2 separate regions of the Macaca mulatta genome follow, and region 2 is linked to region 1. A link is a contact called in public Hi-C data. All regions are on one chromosome and are shown on one strand. The core of a region is the stretch at or near the end of the contact, and the rest is flanking DNA. Distances in the headings are between cores, read along the strand shown. Region 1 holds the start of IGF1R (insulin like growth factor 1 receptor). Region 2 overlaps IGF1R (insulin like growth factor 1 receptor).

The links. Hi-C and Micro-C count contacts between places; a contact is called where the count stands out from the background.
Region 2: a Hi-C map of CD4 T cells shows a contact between it and region 1, with 4 times the contacts expected there. The contact joins the enhancer-like site here to the promoter of IGF1R in region 1. A contact is called at or near these places in 5 of 14 Hi-C or Micro-C datasets (CD4 T cells, blood, cortical neurons and 2 more).

What each region holds. Positions count from the first base shown.
Region 1 is chr7:88,890,819-88,894,343 of T2T-MMU8v2.0, reverse strand. IGF1R (insulin like growth factor 1 receptor) reads right to left here and starts at 1,560. Exons shown (of 21, transcript NM_001261352.1): 1 at 1,448-1,560. The coding sequence starts at 1,541.
Region 2 is chr7:89,108,035-89,111,559 of T2T-MMU8v2.0, reverse strand. The region is part of intron 2 of IGF1R (insulin like growth factor 1 receptor); the gene reads right to left. Among named protein-coding and RNA genes, the nearest start is that of PGPEP1L, 150 kb to the left of the region's middle. Within about 2 kb of position 1,844, at least 21 of the 40 cell types and tissues checked have an H3K27ac peak or open chromatin away from gene starts, as enhancers often do. A contact at or near this core is called in CD4 T cells, blood, fetal cortex germinal zone and 1 more, where this site is marked.

The DNA.
Region 1 (3,525 bases), core at 311-2,810:
GGCACCACCTGCATACCCTCGGCTACCATTACTCACCAACACGCCCTCACCGTTCCCGATCCCAGTTCTGCGACATTTAAACTTTTAATCGTGTTCAAATTACCCCACTATCTTGAATGTACCAGTAAGCCACACTTTCAATTTTTTGAGAATAAACCCCCCACCTCCTGTGGCTGTACACACTGGGGGGAGTTCCCACTCCCTGCATCCCCGCGCTTCCCTACCTACCCCTACCCGACACCACCAAAACAAAAGCTATCAGGTTGCAAAACATAGCGAGTATGGAACGATACTGCTTATTAACTGCGTACAAAGGAAGTGCGCGGCGGCAGAAGGGAGGGCGACACGACGCCGGCCACAACAAAACCAAGGCCAGGGCTCCGCGCTCGCAAAACACAACACCCTTCCCCCACCGCCGCAGACCCTGGCGCTCCTGAAACCCACAGCGTAGGACACCTCTCGCCAGGGACGGGCGTCTCGGTGTCCCCGTGAGGCGGCGACTACACCCCGCGCTGCGAGCACGTGTGTCGGAATGCACGTCGGCTCCGACCACACACCCACCAACGCACATTCGGATGCGGCCCTAGCACCCCTCCATGCCCCTGCCCGGGAGAAACTGAGAGGCCATCCCAGAGCCCTCTGAACTGGGGGCCCAGTGGCGCTCCCCGTAAAAGACAAGCTGAGGAAGACTCCCGGCCTCGCACTCCCCGGGGAGCTGCCCAGAGAGCGCTTCCCCTCACCCCACCGCCCAGCCCCGGGACGCCAGGGGCAGGTAACCCAACGAGGAGCGGGCCAAAGTAACGGGCAAGGCCAGGAACCCTAGGAGCCCGAGGGGAAATGCATGTTGGGCGACGGGAGGCAGCGCCAGGCGCTTGGAGACGTGTCCTGGGGCTTCGGGGCCTCTCCGCAGGGCACCTCCCCCCTCAAGGGCAACTCGCACCCCGCGGGCCGGGCGGATGCCTGCTCCCCACTGCCGGATCAGCCCCAGCAGCGGAGACGCGGTGCGGCCCAGGGTGCAGTCCCCGCTGCCTTCGCGCCGCATGGGATCAGCGCTATGTGCGGAGAGGCTCGTGCGCTCCGGAGGGGCGAGGTGCGGGTCGCGGGGCCTGGGAACCCTTGGTGCCCGCCCCGGCACCAACTTCCCTACCGAGTCCTCGAGCCTAGCCGGGGGACAGGACTGTCGGCACGACTAGAGAGAAAGCCCCTCAGGCCCTTCCAGCACGGGGGATGTGCGGAGCCAGGGCCCGCTGGGCTCCAGACGAACGAGCCCGGATCCCAGGTCCGCCGCAGCCTCCCTCCCGGCAGAGCCACCCCGCGCCCCGCCCCGCCGCTCCCGAGCCCGGGGGCCCGACAGCTGCGACGGTGGCAACTCGGGTTTCGCAAACAGGGCGCAGCCCCTCGAAGGAAAAGTTCCCGCAGTGGCCGCGGGCGGCGGGCACATACTCACTTTCTCCACTCGTCGGCCAGAGCGAGAGCGCGGCGGAGAGAAACAGGAGCCCCCACAGCGAGGTCGGGGACCCTTCTCCAGAGCCAGACTTCATTCCTTTTATTTGGGACGAAATTCCCCTTTCTAAAAAAAAAAAAAAAAAAAAAGAAAAGAAAAAGAAAAAAAAAGAAAGGAAAGGAAACAAGTCTCAAACTCAGTCTTCGCTCCCCCTCCAAAAACAAGGACGAAGGAAACAATACTCCGAAGGCGGTGCCGCCGGGGCCCTCCGGGTGCGCGGACGGGGCGGCCCCTCAGCGCCGGCAGCAGCGGCCCAGGGCTCGGCGGAGTCGGCAACTCGAGGCGCGCCGGGGCGGGCTGTCGGCGTCGTCGGCCTCCATTTTCAAACCCGGAGAGGCAGGAAAGGGGGAAAACTGCAAAGAAAGGGGGCAAAGCCCAAATCTGCCTCGGCGAGGAAAAACAAGCCCGGCCCTTGCCGCGCGGGAGGTGGCCGGACGCCCGAGCCTCCGCCGCGGGAGGGCGCGACGCAGTTCGCAAGATCGCCCCAAGTCCGGGTCGCAGGCGAGGCCGGCGAGGAGCAGAAACCCGGAGTCAAATGAATGAGCGGCTCCCCCTCCTCCTCCTCCTCCTCCTCCTCCGGGCTCCGCTCGCCGCCGCCTCCTCCCTCAGCGCCGCCGCCGCCGCGAGCTCCTTCCCAAATCCAGGACACACACAAAGCGGCGGGCCGGCCGCGCCGCGCTCAGCACTCCCGCCGCGCCGCCCGGCTCTGCGCCGCCGCCCGCCCCGCGCTGCCCCCGCCCGGCCCCCGCCCGCCGCCGCCGGCTCTGCGCGGGGGCTCCGGCTCGCTGAAGGTCACAGCCGAGGCGAGGCGCGCCGTGGAGCTGCCCCCGCGCGGGAGGGGCGTGGAGGGCGCGGGGGGGGTCCGGGGAGCGGGGCCGAGGGTCTGCGAGCGCCGGCCGCGGGCAGGCTCGCTGGCGGCGTCCCTCTCGCTCTCCCGCCTCTCTTGAGTTCGCCTGGTGCGCTCGCTCCTCCTCGGGTTTTTTCCCTTTTTTTTTCCGCTCAGCGGAGTTAATGCTGGTAAACAAGAGCCCCAGCCTCGCCGCGCCGCCGCCGCCGCCGCCGCCACACACTGGGGGCTCGCGCGCGCGCGCTCGCCCGGGTCCGCGCACACGCGCCCGCTCGCACACTCGAGCGGCCACCGCCGCAGCAGCGGCGCGCCGAGGGCCCGGCCCAGGCCGGCACGAGCCAAAAACCGGAGCCCGGGATCCCCGAGACGTGCGGAGCGGAGCCCAGGCGTGGGGCGCGAGACTGCAAGGCGCCGCCCCCATGTCCCGCCCCGCCGACTCCCGCGCGCGCACAGAGACACGCGCGCGTGCCCACCCGCTCCCGCCCCCACCAGTGCACCACTGCGCCGGCCACCCCGCACGCGCCCTACCCTCCCGCCCGACTCCAAAAACAATGCCCCCGCCGCCGACCCGGTCTCGGCGGGGCAGGGGTGGGTAGGCAGGGAAAGGTTAGGAAGGGGAGGGGTAGGCAGGCGAGGGGCGGGGTGGGCAGGCGAGGGGAGGGGTGGGCGGGGAGTGCGGTGCTGGGAGAGGTTCATTGAAAACAACAACAGCGCGGCTGGAAAGCGCGTTTCCCTGGTTCTTGAAAAGCTTCATTGTTCCTTGCAGCTGTTGCAAAATAAATAAGTGCGTGCATGCGGCATTTTTTTCGCTATGTACTGGAAAGCCCGAACGTGGCGGAAGGGGCGCACCTGGGAAAAAGAAGACCCCCCCAGGCTACTACGCTGGGCACTTTCACGCCAGGCTGGGGCACCCGCGGCGTTGAGACCGGGGAGCCCGGAGTTGCGGGGAGCGGAGGGGGAAGGGCGCGGCCCGCGTGGCTCGACCCGGAGTGGCGCGAGGAGACAGGACCCCGCAGCCCCCCGGTCGGGCCCCGCGCCCCGGAAGGGGGGCTCAGACAGGCGGCCCCGCGTGCCCAGGGCGCGTCCCCGCGGCGGCCGCCAGAGGGCGCGGCGGGCGCCGGGGAGGGCAGCACGCGGAGAGTCGCCTCCCTCCCTCCGGGGGAGGAAATGTGGG
Region 2 (3,525 bases), core at 595-3,094, 220 kb before region 1:
TAGCTCAGTGCTTTTTGCCTTTAAGAAATACTTTAATTAAACAAACCCAATTTGTTTTAAAACTTCACAGAATGAGGAACAGAAAGTGGCTTTTGTTGCTGTGCAAAGTTGATGCCTATGGATCATCTATTCCTAAAGTTGTTTAGAATGGGTTATTTCTCTCTCTCTCTTTCCCTTTCTCTCCTGGCACAAGGAAGTTTTACACCATCTACAATCCCTCCATTAAATTTAAAAAAATAAACAAACCTCCATTGTGAGAGGCGCCATTGGTGTCTGCCTCCTTGTCTTCCAGTCACAAAAGGAGAGGCGGGCTGAAGAACAGCCTCACTGCTCAGGATGTCATGAATTTAAAAAAGTGTAGCAATGGTGCTTGGCCAGACAGAGTGGAAAACAAAGCCTCAGTCATTTGTTTAAACAAATTCACAAAAAACAAAAACACTTCCTCCACGAACCCGAACCCAGTGAATTCTAAAAAGGATCACACATTTAGTATGATTTTAAAAACTTTCACACATTAAAAACAACGTGATGGGAACAAACGAGTGGACATCACCCCTCGATCGTGCTTATCTATTTCTGGTTTCATTAAGCTGCTGAAACGACCGCCAGCGCTTCCTCTCATCCAAACAGGAAAATTTCATGGCTCCTGAAGGTCTGAGTCAGACTGGAAAGCTCATGAATATTCTGATTTTCTGGAGCTGATGCAAGGACATCACTATAATTGATGACCAGGCAGAGCTATCTACTACACGTTTGAACCACTCCTCTGAAATAATTTATCAGAAGTTAGATTTTCGTTTCTAAAGCTATTAATAACAAGAGTCTGTTTCTGATTTTTAAGATGAAGTTGAATCTTTCAAGCCATTCTTCTTTTCAATAAATCCCCTCTATTTGTGGGGACCCGCATTAATATACTCCTCGTTTTGTTGCATTTTAATAAAGGTGATGAGAAAATAAACTGAAGAGAACCTGAAGCTTCCCACACGAAATGGGAAGAAAGCAGCATGCTGCAGATTTAAATCAGGATCTGCATTTACTCGGTACACGGAAGTGAAGAGAGTACGTGCGTCTGTGGGGTGGCAGCGGGGTACAGAGACAGAGGCGTCTTCCCGTGGACGAGCGTCCCGGGCTGTTCCGCAGAGATTTGGGCTCTGAGTCATGGGGTGGTCGCGCAGAACAGTAAGACCGAGTTCAAATGAGAACGCCTGCACATATCCTATGTTAATTTTTCTTTTGCAAACATATTTGCATCTTTTACTTTCATTTTGAATTGTGCCCCGTGCATATGTGCATTACCAACCCATCCGGGTAACGGGCAAGTTTTATCTACTCTGGGAGCCTCCTCCCGCTTGCCAGGCAAGTGGCGACCCCGGAGCGGGAGGTGGGAGCGCCCTTTTCTTACGGTTATCGGACCGCAGATTTTCCATCAACACTCAATTATGTTTAAAGATACACTAGGGTGTGTATTGAGATAGTTCAAAATGATTTCCTTCCAACATAAAATGGATCGCGGACCACGGGAATCCTGAGCCCTCCCCTTCCCAGGGAGGCAGCATGAGTGGTGCCGTGAGACGAATCCACCAGTGACCAAAAACCGCGTTCTGCTAGGGAAATTGAGGTTGGGACCACGTGGTCAAGGAGAAATGAAAAACCCTTTATGTATTTCCAGATATCAAAATTAAAGAATTAAAAGGAGAAAAGAAACCCAAGGAGTTCATGTCTTCCCAAACCACAAAGCCACGCCCGAGCCCCACTCCCTTTTCCATCCACTTCAGCACATCCGGAAGTCCAGCGTGGCCTGGGACCACGTGAGGGAAGGTGGGCGTGACCGGGCACAGTCACGTGGCCGCCATGCACGCCGAGCCCCGCCTCCAGCCAGCCTCTCCTTGGCTGCTGTAGGAGCCCAGCCAGGGATCCAGACTGCATTTCCAAACCCAGATTCACGCCCAGATCCACGCCTGTACTTGCAATGACTTATAGGATATTTTTGGAATTAGTCCAACATATCCTTTGGGATGTCTGTTGGGGTCTATAAGTAATACTCAAATAAATTTTACCTATCTCGCTCTATTCTGCAGCCAACTTTAAAACATTCATCTGGAAATTGCAAACACAAAATAACTCTTAGTGCATGCTATTGTGAATTCTGTGCTAGTCTCACCTTTAAAAGCTATATAGTATATAGTTAGTATACAAACTAACTCAGAATCATTTTGTCCTCTTTGGTCCAGCAAGCATGTGTGATCCGATAGCCTATCCTACTGAGATGCCTAAGATTCTTTTCTCCACATCTCCCAAATATAACAGCTACATTTCAGACTCCTAAAATTTAATTTGGGATGAGTTACAAATGTCAGGGAGAAAAGACGAGGGCCATAGGAAGCTTAGTATAGCTTGCATGCTCTTGTCTGAAGGCCATAATATAATTACAAACTAGGGTGGATTGCAGAATATTTTAAAAATTTAGCCATTCAGTTTCATCAAACAGAAGCATGAAATTTGATAAAATGTTACTTGAGGAGTATAAATCTCTTTTATTTTAAAAATAATAGAAAAGACCACATAGATAAAAATCAAAAAAGACAATAAACAATTTTTTTAAACTTTCTTTTGGATAAAGAGTTATTTTTAGGCTGAGTGCTGTGGCTCCCCACCTGTAATCACAGCAATTTGGGAGGCCAATTGGAGAAGACAGTTTGAGGCCAGGAGTTCAAGAGGAACCTGGGCAACACAGTAAGACCCCATCTCGACGAAAAATAAAAAAATTAGCTGAACATGGTTGCACACGCCTGTAGTGGCAGTTACTCAGGAGGCTGAGGTGGGAGCATAACTTAAGCCTAGGAGGTCAAGGCTATAGTGAGCTATGAGAGCAACACTGCACTCCAGCCTGGGTGACAGACCAAGATGTCTCAAACAAGTGATTTTAGTATTTCAGTGATAGAAAATTGTGAATAATGATTTCTTCATACCAATTAGATTTGGGACTGCTGAAATTTAATTAAATAGGGGGCCTCCTCCAACTTGTTTGCCATGTTGGTAATGTTAGCCTATTTATTTGAGACACTGTCTTGCTCTGTTGTCCAGGCTGGAGGGCATGGGAACGATCACAGCTCACTGCAACCTTGACCTCCTGAGCTCAGGTGATCCTCCCACCTCAGCCTCCCAAGTAAGTGGGACCACAGGTACATGCTACCATGACAGTCTAATTTTTTTTTTTTTGGTAGAGATGTGGTTTCCCTATGTTGCCCAAGCTGGTCCCCAACTCCTGGCTAAAGCAATCCTCTCGCCTATGGCCTCCCAAAGTGCTGGGATAACAGGCATGAGCCACCAAACACAGCCACATTTATTCTAAAAGAGGAAAGCAACACTTTGAACACTTCTTTTAATTATAGCTTTAAAAACTCAGAAATAAAATGTCATATGATAAATTAAATGCATGGTGTTGATGTAAACCTTCCCAACCCATCTAGAGCATTTGGGATGTGCTTCAGAGTCAGTTCCCCAATAGCATTCTCTTGAGTACTC